Linked DNA regions of Mus musculus: region 2 is linked to region 1. The links are chromatin contacts, called in public HiChIP or PLAC-seq maps. All regions are on one chromosome and are shown on one strand. Each heading gives the region's core, a stretch centred on a gene start, on an enhancer-like site or on the middle of the called end of the contact. The rest is flanking DNA. Distances are from core to core; before and after follow the strand shown.

Region 1 (4,594 bases), core at 1,357-3,856:
CAATCCAAGGAGCTACATCTTAACCAAGATATACACTCTGATTTTGTTATAGATTTTTTTTTTCATTGTAGTAGTTTTAAATGGCATACTGACCAAGGTCAAAACAAAACTTTTCTTTGTAAGGGTAGTAACGCTAAAATCTGGTTGCATTATGGTAGATAACAATCTTTGATTAGTCTTCTTTTTGAAATTTTTTCTGTAATGAAAAAAAGATAAAGCAAAAGAAAGGAAAAGAAACACCCTGCCCCTTCCACTGGGGTCCAGTCTCCCATCTGTCCCCTGAAGAGATGTAACCTTGTGTAGCAATGTTTAAGTCAGCACGGTATTTACAACACGTATTAAGTGGTTTGTTATTTATTTCAAGACTTTAGCTGGCACAATATATTAACTATTAATGGCATTGTTCAAGGCTCCACTTGAGGAAGTTTTTCTCTTTCTTTTTCTTTAAATGAGATTGAGAAAGGAGGCAGAGGGAGAAAAAGTCCCCACCAGAACTATGCTCTTGTCTGCTTTGTTATTCCTTTAACCTGAATAAATTGCTGAAGTTAGAAACAGAAAGAAACTAGCTTCAGAAATCATAGTTTAGACACAGTACAATTTTATTAAACCCAGTCTAGTATTTTTTCCCTGCCATTCTAATATAACCTATTATGAGAATTTTCCCCCATAGACAGAAAAAAAAAATATAAACGTACCAACTTTCCCTCCCTAAGAGCTTCTTATTGTTCATTTTCATTGCTATTTAGAGAAAAGGCTCATTAAAATATTATGAAGCACATAGCATGATTATGTGCCAGCCTTCGCCAATGAGGAACATCTGTAGCACTGTGTATGTATATTTGTATTACAGCAAACTTGAGCGCAGACTCCCTTTCACCCCCTTTTACTTTGCTTGTGTCCTGCAATTCTTTGTCCTGACTACAGAGGAGGCAGGAGTGTGAAGCTGCACAGGCTAGCTACAGTGTGCTCATTGTCAGCCTTGCGGGGCTCCCCTGCCAGATGCCACTATTCTATCATTAGCCTGTAGCTCACACCAGGGGAAACCATGCCTTGCTAACGCTTCCAAACCTCTCCAAACTCTTTCCTCCTCGAGTTATTTTTAATATGTATCTTTCCTCCCTTCTCACTCTGGTGCAGAAAGCGACCCCAACACACCCCAAGTCCCCAAGTCTGGGCTTTCCCTTTTCTTTGCATTGGTCCTTTTGCTTTAAACCAAAGAGGCTTGGGCATAATAAAAATACTGAGAGTTTGCCTATACCACAGATATTTGTGGAAAGCACATGGTGCCATTTTGCCAGACCACTCTTATTTGTTAAACTGAGTTAAGTGTAATGTGATTCCAAAAACTGCCTTTAGAATGAAAGAAAAGGCTTGTAAAGCCAGAGAGATAATTGCCACAATCTGGGTTACAGCAGACACCAAACAAAGGAGCCCAATCCTGTTTTGTGTGTGTGTTGATTGTGTGCGTCTTTTTGTTTTGGTTTGGATTTTTCCTTGCTTGATGTACCCAAACAAGCGAAATCCTCCACGGTGTGCATGTTGAACGGCATAAAATCCACCCCGAATCCTGCAGAGCTGTAACAAAACACAGCCTCTGTTAGTGGACAGTGGCACATTTGTGGTACAAATGTCTTTTCAAAAGGGAAGGCTCTCTATCTCTCCCCCCTCGAGCAAACAAGCCTCAAGGAACACAGCTATCTCCAGTTGCCAAGACTTCAGTAGACACATATCTACCCTGCACCTGAAGCTGTAGGCTGATTGTGCACACATGAAGTCAATTTGAAAAGAACTTAGGTCCCCTAAATCTTACATCAGAATCCGTAACAATCTTAACGGATCCTTGCCCTTCTGCAGGGTTTTCAGGAGCACTGCTGTGTTATCAGCCTTCCCATTACTGAGCAGTGTCCTCTGGGATGGTTTGGTAGACTGGACCGTTCTGTTTTCCTTTCTCTGTCTGCCAATTGTTTCTAGATTCTAACCACTTTCCAAGACAATGATTTCCATACGTGCATCTGTATGTAAATATTAATAATCACTGCATGTGCACTTAAGTATAAAAAAATAAACACTGTTCCCACACATATTTCTTGTTTTAAAATTGCTGGTTCTTACTCCATAAAAACGGTTGTGTTCCCCGAAGCGCTCTGATAATGTCCGTTATTAAAGGAAAGGGAATAAACTTGCCTAATTTCCTGGTTTTATGTTTAGAAGAGAAGCTGGTAGGTCTGAGCTAAGCTTTCAGTCTGTTTGGAGGCAGATTATGTGTTATATGTTTTGAAACCAACATCTCTCATTTTCCCAGGAATCGCGACACTAGTTGCCGCTTTAAACTTCAGCTGGGCTGCCTCTTACAGCCTCAGCTGACCCCAGGCTTTCCTTCCTTTATTGCTAACATGCTTTTCTCCAGTAGTAGGTTTGTCAGAGAAAAGGGCAAAAACATGTCAGGGGCTTTCTTCCTTTTAGCTGTAGACGTTTGGCTGCCCAGACAGCAACAAGAGGGCACGAGGAGAGATGAAATGTATCAGGTCACTAAGGTGCATGTAAGGATAAACCCATGAAGGGCTCGATGCAGAACTTGGCAGTGCAACTGCCCTGCCGAGCCAAAAAGCCAGCCAGGGCATGGAAGCCTGTGATTATGGCTCGCTCTGAGAGCGAGACCCGCAGGGAGGGTGTGGAGGCTGCTTGGTGAGAAGTCTGTTTGGAAATACAAGGGGGCAAGATACGAAATGAGACAAGTCTTAGAGGATTCTGAGTCAAATCACGATGATGTTCATGTTCTTGACCTTTAAAAAAAAAAAAAAAAAGACAAAATAGCAATATTTCAAAATTCCACAAAAAAGATCAGGGTTTCCATTTTGAATTCTGTTTCATTTAAATCAGGTAGTTGGAAATGCACCCTTCAGGCACTTCAGTGAGAAGCGAAGCTTTTGGTTGAAATGCTCAACCCCAGAGGGAGCTAGGATGAGCCATTTGACAGTGTAGAGTAAGAAAGTTCCTTTTCCTCTTCTTTGCACTTTTTTTCCCCTAAATATGGCTGGAGTGCTTTAAAAAAAAAAAAAAACCTTAATGTTGGATTGAGTCATGAAATTTCTAATTTAACCATTTTTAAGTTGCTAAGGATAATTTAATTAGTTGAGCCTTACAATTCTTTTCCTTACATAAATCTGACTCTAATTTCTTGTGATTGACTCCCTAGGAGCCCTGTTCCGTCATTCGGCGGCTTCTCCTTTGCTCTCAGATACAGACGTTCTTCTTGTAAGAGTGCCTGTTCCAGTTTTACAAAGGTGAACAGAATCAAACCATTTAACACTTTACAGTGGCATCGAAGTGAAGGAAGTTCTCCTTCCGTCCCGTCTGAAGCTCTGCCACAGAATTTGGATTCCCAAATCGTTACACAATGGAAGTGACAAGGGCCAGGATGCCTGCATTTCAGGGTTTCTAGATCACTTGAAGTCCTAAACAAACAAACAAACGCAATCATGACAAAATAGATTTAAACGTGTAATACATTTGGAAGAGTTAGGTTCAAAGAAAAGTGTATTCCCACGTTCCGTGGTAGACTTAAAGCGATCTCCTTGTATTGCCGCACTGTCCTGAGGTTGGAGAAGGGAGTCTGCATGAACTATCCTCCATAATATAGAAACTATATGCTTCCTGGTGTATGGGAAAGCGGAGAGGACTTCCTTCCTCCTGGTTCTCTGGGAACGGTCCTGTATTCTGGATAGAGATGTGCAGGCTGAGCACCGGGTAGAAAGCACACACGCCCAGGATGCAGAGGAGGCTGGTATCTGGTGATGAGGCTGACTTGTAAAAGACCCCCGTGAAGGAGATTCTGAAATAGCTAACGCTGAGAACTAATTGACGTTTGAGCGTAATGTCTTTCCTAGATTTTAGGGGTCGATGCGAAGAGAGAAATCAAGTGCAGACCCGTTTGCTCCAGTTGTACGGTGGAGAAAGTACAGCTCCATCAGCTTAGAAACAGCACTGAAAGGGGAGCTTGAAAAGCAAAACACAACAGCACAACTTCATACACGCAATGTTCAAAGGGCAGTCTGCATGCAGCCTTACTTCTAGTCTCTGAGTATATAGTTATGTCGATCTGTATTTATTTTTACAAGTCATGTTACCTCATCTCCTAATTGTGTGCTTTGTTTAGGATATTTCCAGACCACCATCATAACATTATTTAAAATGTGATGTATTTCAGAAGAAGAATTCATTGAAAAACTTTTCTTTATAATTAGTAAATGAAAAAAAATATTTATTTTGAAACCAATAGGTGGTGCTGTGAATTTCTATATTTTAGTTCAAAGCAAGATATTTATTCCCCAGTCCTCAGTGGAATTAGAAATTTTCTACTTATCAAGGTTAAAGTTTTCATGTTAAAATAAAAAAGCCCAGACTGACTTCCACATACAGTTAGTTCTATGCCCATTTCCATTTCCTTGCAAAAATCAACCAAAATTCAGGGTGTAAAGGAAATCTCTCGAAGTTTTGGCTGGAAGGCATATTTACAGAAACTCATCCACGTGGCCTTTTCTATCCTCCCCACCCCCACACTCTCTTTCCATCTACTAATTGGAAAGACATGGAA
Region 2 (4,594 bases), core at 1,382-3,881, 620 kb after region 1:
CACACACCCTGGCTGTAGGGTAGCCTGAGGGAAAGTGCTAAATGCATTTCTTTCTGATGTAGTTTAAAGACAACATGAGCCATCTCTCCTTCACTCAGATAGCATCACAATATGCTGCTCCAGCCTATTGCATCTGAGCTGGGTCACATATCTTCTCAGACTGTCAGTGTTTTTTTTAAAAAAAGAAAATTTTCATAAAAATCACCAAAAACATTAGGGGAAGTTGTCCTAGTTGACTCCTAATTTTTGCTTAACATCCTTAAGACATTTTCTGAAACTTGATTAGTCAAGTTTATAGCCCAATTTCACTTTTCTTCTGTAGCTCAGTTCTTAACTTAAAAATAACTTTCCCCACCATTTCTAAAGAAAAAGAAATTAAGCCTTCTATCCCTGAGTTCTATGTCTTTATAAAGAGCTCTGGTGATGTGTTATCCAAGTATCTCTACATCCCCCCCCCCCCCACACACACACACGTAAAGAATGCTTCAATCACTATCTCTTCTGCTTTGTTCCTGCATCTCTCCAGACTCACCAAGCTTTCCTTGGGCCTCAAAAGAGTCTTAGAGCTAGGGGATAATTTACAAATTTTATAGAAAAAGAGAGGCAGAGACGGGGGAAGAAATCACATGTCCTAAGAAGTCACATGAACTTCATTCCCTAGGTCTCCTGCTCTTTGCAGTACGAGATAAGAAAGTCTCACTCCTCTTTGCTTGGCAAGATATAAAAATGATAAAAGTAAAAAGATCTGTTTCAACTTGTCCAGGTAAAATTGGAGCCTATGGTTGATGGGCAGTAAAGAAGAAAATCAAGAGAAATTAGATACATGGCTTATAAATTCCTTTTCATGTTAAAAATCTGTGATAAACATAATACAGTCAGTTGATCCCTCTAACAGGAAGGGGTGGAACCCGACAGGCTTATTTCCTTTTTTCCAAATGCCACCTTACAGCTGTGGTCTTGTGGTAAAATGGCTGGTACAATTAGAAACCAAAATTAGAAAGCCGGCAACCACAAGAGGAAAAGGCTGGGAACTACTTGAGGCCCTGACCCAGAAACCCAGCCAAGGGCTCAGCTCAAGTTGAAGTTTTGTGGCACACATGGTCCCTTAGCCTGTAGCCCCACAGAGGGCATCTCTACGCACCTCACATGCATACCAGGAAGCCCTCATGCTCACTCAACTGCGACTTTTCAACAGATCTTGGAGAGTAGGAACACTGGATAATCAGCTACTCAGCTAGAGACCATAACTCAACTCATCACAGGGCGTCGTCAGCACTTCTGCTGCCATGGTACTCTGTCAGAGAGATCTACAAGTGTTTCTCATCAGAACCCCTGATAGGAGCCTCCCTGACTTTGAGCTATGGATTTTATTGTTATTTTAAAGAAAAAAAATATTGTCAAACACATGAATTTTATAACATCTGTTTTCATTCCAAATTCCTTTTTTCCCAGAGACGTTTCATCAGTAAGAATTACCATCGAAGACCCAGGAATTTGAAAACTTCACAAACTTGTATACAAAAAAAAAAAAAAAAAAAAAAAAAAAAGAACAAATTGTCAAAGTTGTGGACTTAGAGGCACAGGAAAGGAGGATGCCAAGCAGTCACACTGGTCCTCCAGCCTCAGTGATACCACATGGGGAAAGGAACACATAACACATCTCTCTTTCTTTCTAGTTGTGTCACAGCATAACGATGAATGCCAAGATTCACCGCCAGTTTAAAATGATTCCATTATGAGTCCCAGGCTGACAGACGAATGTACATTGTGCTCACGCCTAGGGAGAGCCACAGAAGATTAGAAAAACACACTGAAACCTGCAAACCTGAGGCACAGCCCCTGACCCACCAAGGATACTCAGCTGGGTCAATAACACTTGCTTCTTTAACAAATACGGCCATGTGATATTACTCCTCTATTAAAACAATCCTTCTGAGCTGGTCTGTTTATGTGAATTAAAATAAAACATTGTGATAGTGAATTATGCCACAATTAGTGAAGTTTCAGAAAGGAAAACACTCACGGATCATATTTTATAGCCACGTCACCTAAAATATTATGGTTAGTCTCTGATTTATCAGCCATAATGATCTGTAGGAGGGAAGATAGCTTTGTATTTTTAAGGGGAGAAAGAGGAAGATGTGAGCCATCCAGTGGCTGATTTACACTGTTTCCCATGGCAGTGAAATAGTGCAGCAGAAATGGGGAAAGGTGAAATTGTAACAGTCTGACCTGCAAATCAAGGCTAGAATACTCTCTTCACTCATTTTGGTGACATTTAATACTGGGACCAGCCTTTCGAGTTAGCTGCACTCTTCCCCCAGAATTACAAACCGTACATCTTGTGGCTCTCAGACCAGAGAATGATTGCACAGAGCAGAGAGGGAAACACCTAGAGATAGCAGCAGGCAGACCCATGCGTGTTCCCATCACAGCTAACAGAAGTGGCATCGCCTCCAGAGCCCACAGCTCTGACTCAAACACTGGTAACGTTCAAAGGATGCCGCAGAAATTCCACTTGTGCCTGTTGCCAGTCATATGACATGTCTCTAATGGTGTGTTCTAGGCGCAGAGTCTGGCAACTGGGGTATGCTTAACTCAAACTAAGCTGGGGTTTGGATGAGCATGTCTGCCAGTCTCCAAGTGTACTTAATACAAGCCAGAGCTGGGTCAAGAGAATGTCATTTGGTATCACTACAAGGACAGAGGCAAAGGCTATTTTAAGAACAGTATGGTTTTGGGTGATCTCTGTGAAGTTTACGAGTAGTCAGAGAAGGGAACATAAAACTTGCTCTATACATATAATTAAAATACAGGGTAACGAAACTCATGTGTAAGTAATAGGCCAGCAGTGAGGAGCCAGGACCATAATAAGCATCCCGGTTGAAGGGAAAGGCAATTTGTGGTGCAGCTTTCAAATTCCTACTTTAGTGAACGGATTTGGAAAGCTCACGGAGAGTCTTCCTGGCAGGGTAGTTTACTTTCATAGGCTTTTCATTTAAACTCTTACCCCCAAAAATAGCAGCTGGGTTTGGTTTTGTTCTGGGGGATGTTTGTTTGTTTGTTTGTTTGTTCTTTGTTTTTTTTCTGCAGGAGAAATCACAATTCTATAAATGAATTACTCTTTCACGGGAACAAGCAGCTGAGTTTAAATGTAATCCGTGTTCCCTGTTGTCTGTCCATCAGGCTGTAGAAAGCGTGATGACCCCAAACACCAGCTTCCCTGAGATGACCTCTCACGTCCATGGGACTTACCAAATTCCAAAGAACATTCTCCAAGCAGCAGGTTTACAAAACAGAGACAAGGGAATGGGGTAGGAGACTTTACAACAGACACTATCAACTATTGTGCCCTTTGCTCTATGTGGACCAAGTGTCTTTCTGATTGACTAAATGAGCCACTCTGTCATTTGACAGTCTAGTGTGAGGAACTCCCTACTCCTCCCAAGATGGGAATGCTACTGAAAAATTGGCAGACCTCCTTTGTGACCCAAAGCTGGCACCAGAGGTGATTCACTGTGATTTCTAATAAGCCCTATAAAACAGACCCCACCAACCACCAACCAGATTTATGTGGCGACAGGAGAGGAGGTAAGACAATAATAGATCAACAGATGATGAAAGAACAAAAGTCTCTCCGCAGAGGTTAGGGTTATAAGTAAAGAGGAATCAGGGGAAAAGTCTTAGGCATGGGGCATGGCCTCCAGAATCTGGACATCCACACCATACATGAAGATTTTGGAGAGAATAATCTCTCTTTGTTTTAGATGAACTGATTGTTTGAATCAGAGTCTATACTGAACTGTAAAAGACAACAGTGAAAAGAACCTCAGACCTCACGTTGACTAATGTCAGATTACCTTTAAATTAATGTGTGTATCCGTGTGTCTGTGTCTCTGTGTGTGAATATACACCCATGAGTGATGGTTCCCATGTAGACCTGAAGATAACATCAGACCAGATTGAGTTGCAGGTTGTTGTGAGCCATCCAACATGCTGGGCACTGAGCTTGGGTTCAGTTATGGAAGAGGAACAGAAAGTTTCATTACCTTCCCAGCCCACATCCTCCTTGAGTAAAGGTCTCCACAGTCAGTACTGAGCCAGCAAAATTCAACATTGCTGAGCAACCTTCTGCTTCAGGAAGCAGAGTGTAAAGCTAGATTCTGCCACAGACAAATCTGACCTCAGGTCTCAGCCTCCTCTTTTAGCTCTTCATTCAGCTTCCTGTTTTTTGTGTCTTTTGAGAGCATGCTCCTCTTATGCTGGCCCAACATCAATGGGATCAATAGTAAGAGTCTTCCAATTAGGGAAGAAGAGATGATTTGCAAAAGTAAAGAAATAAACATCAGTGGATGGGAGGTAAAAGCAAAAGGAAATCTAATGCTGGCATTTTCTCCAGATGCGGGAGCTTCTGAAGACAGCCATATAGGATCTGTGAGTGCGGATCTGAGAAAGCTGGATTCCAGGACCTGTGCACCCAACACCAGTGCCCACCTTTGAGCAGAACGGTCCTGAATCTTTGTCTGTTTTATAAGAAGCCTAAAGTCTCCATGCATACGTGTTATCCTTCTGACTCGACTCAAATGCACATGAT

The links. HiChIP or PLAC-seq counts read pairs in DNA pulled down with a chosen protein or histone mark.
Region 2: an H3K27ac HiChIP or PLAC-seq map of heart atrium shows a contact between it and region 1, with 5 read pairs. The contact joins two enhancer-like sites. A contact is called at or near these places in 1 of 15 datasets of contacts at CTCF or cohesin (the NIH/3T3 cell line) and 1 of 115 datasets of contacts at active chromatin or transcription factors (heart atrium).

What each region holds. Positions count from the first base shown.
Region 1 is chr4:81,578,210-81,582,803 of GRCm38.p6, forward strand. No RefSeq gene overlaps it. Among named protein-coding and RNA genes, the nearest start is that of Mpdz, 140 kb to the left of the region's middle. Within about 2 kb of position 2,607, at least 68 of the 459 cell types and tissues checked have an H3K27ac peak or open chromatin away from gene starts, as enhancers often do. A contact at or near this core is called in heart atrium, where this site is marked.
Region 2 is chr4:82,195,235-82,199,828 of GRCm38.p6, forward strand. No RefSeq gene overlaps it. Among named protein-coding and RNA genes, the nearest start is that of Gm11264, 130 kb to the left of the region's middle. Within about 2 kb of position 2,632, at least 27 of the 459 cell types and tissues checked have an H3K27ac peak or open chromatin away from gene starts, as enhancers often do. A contact at or near this core is called in heart atrium, where this site is marked.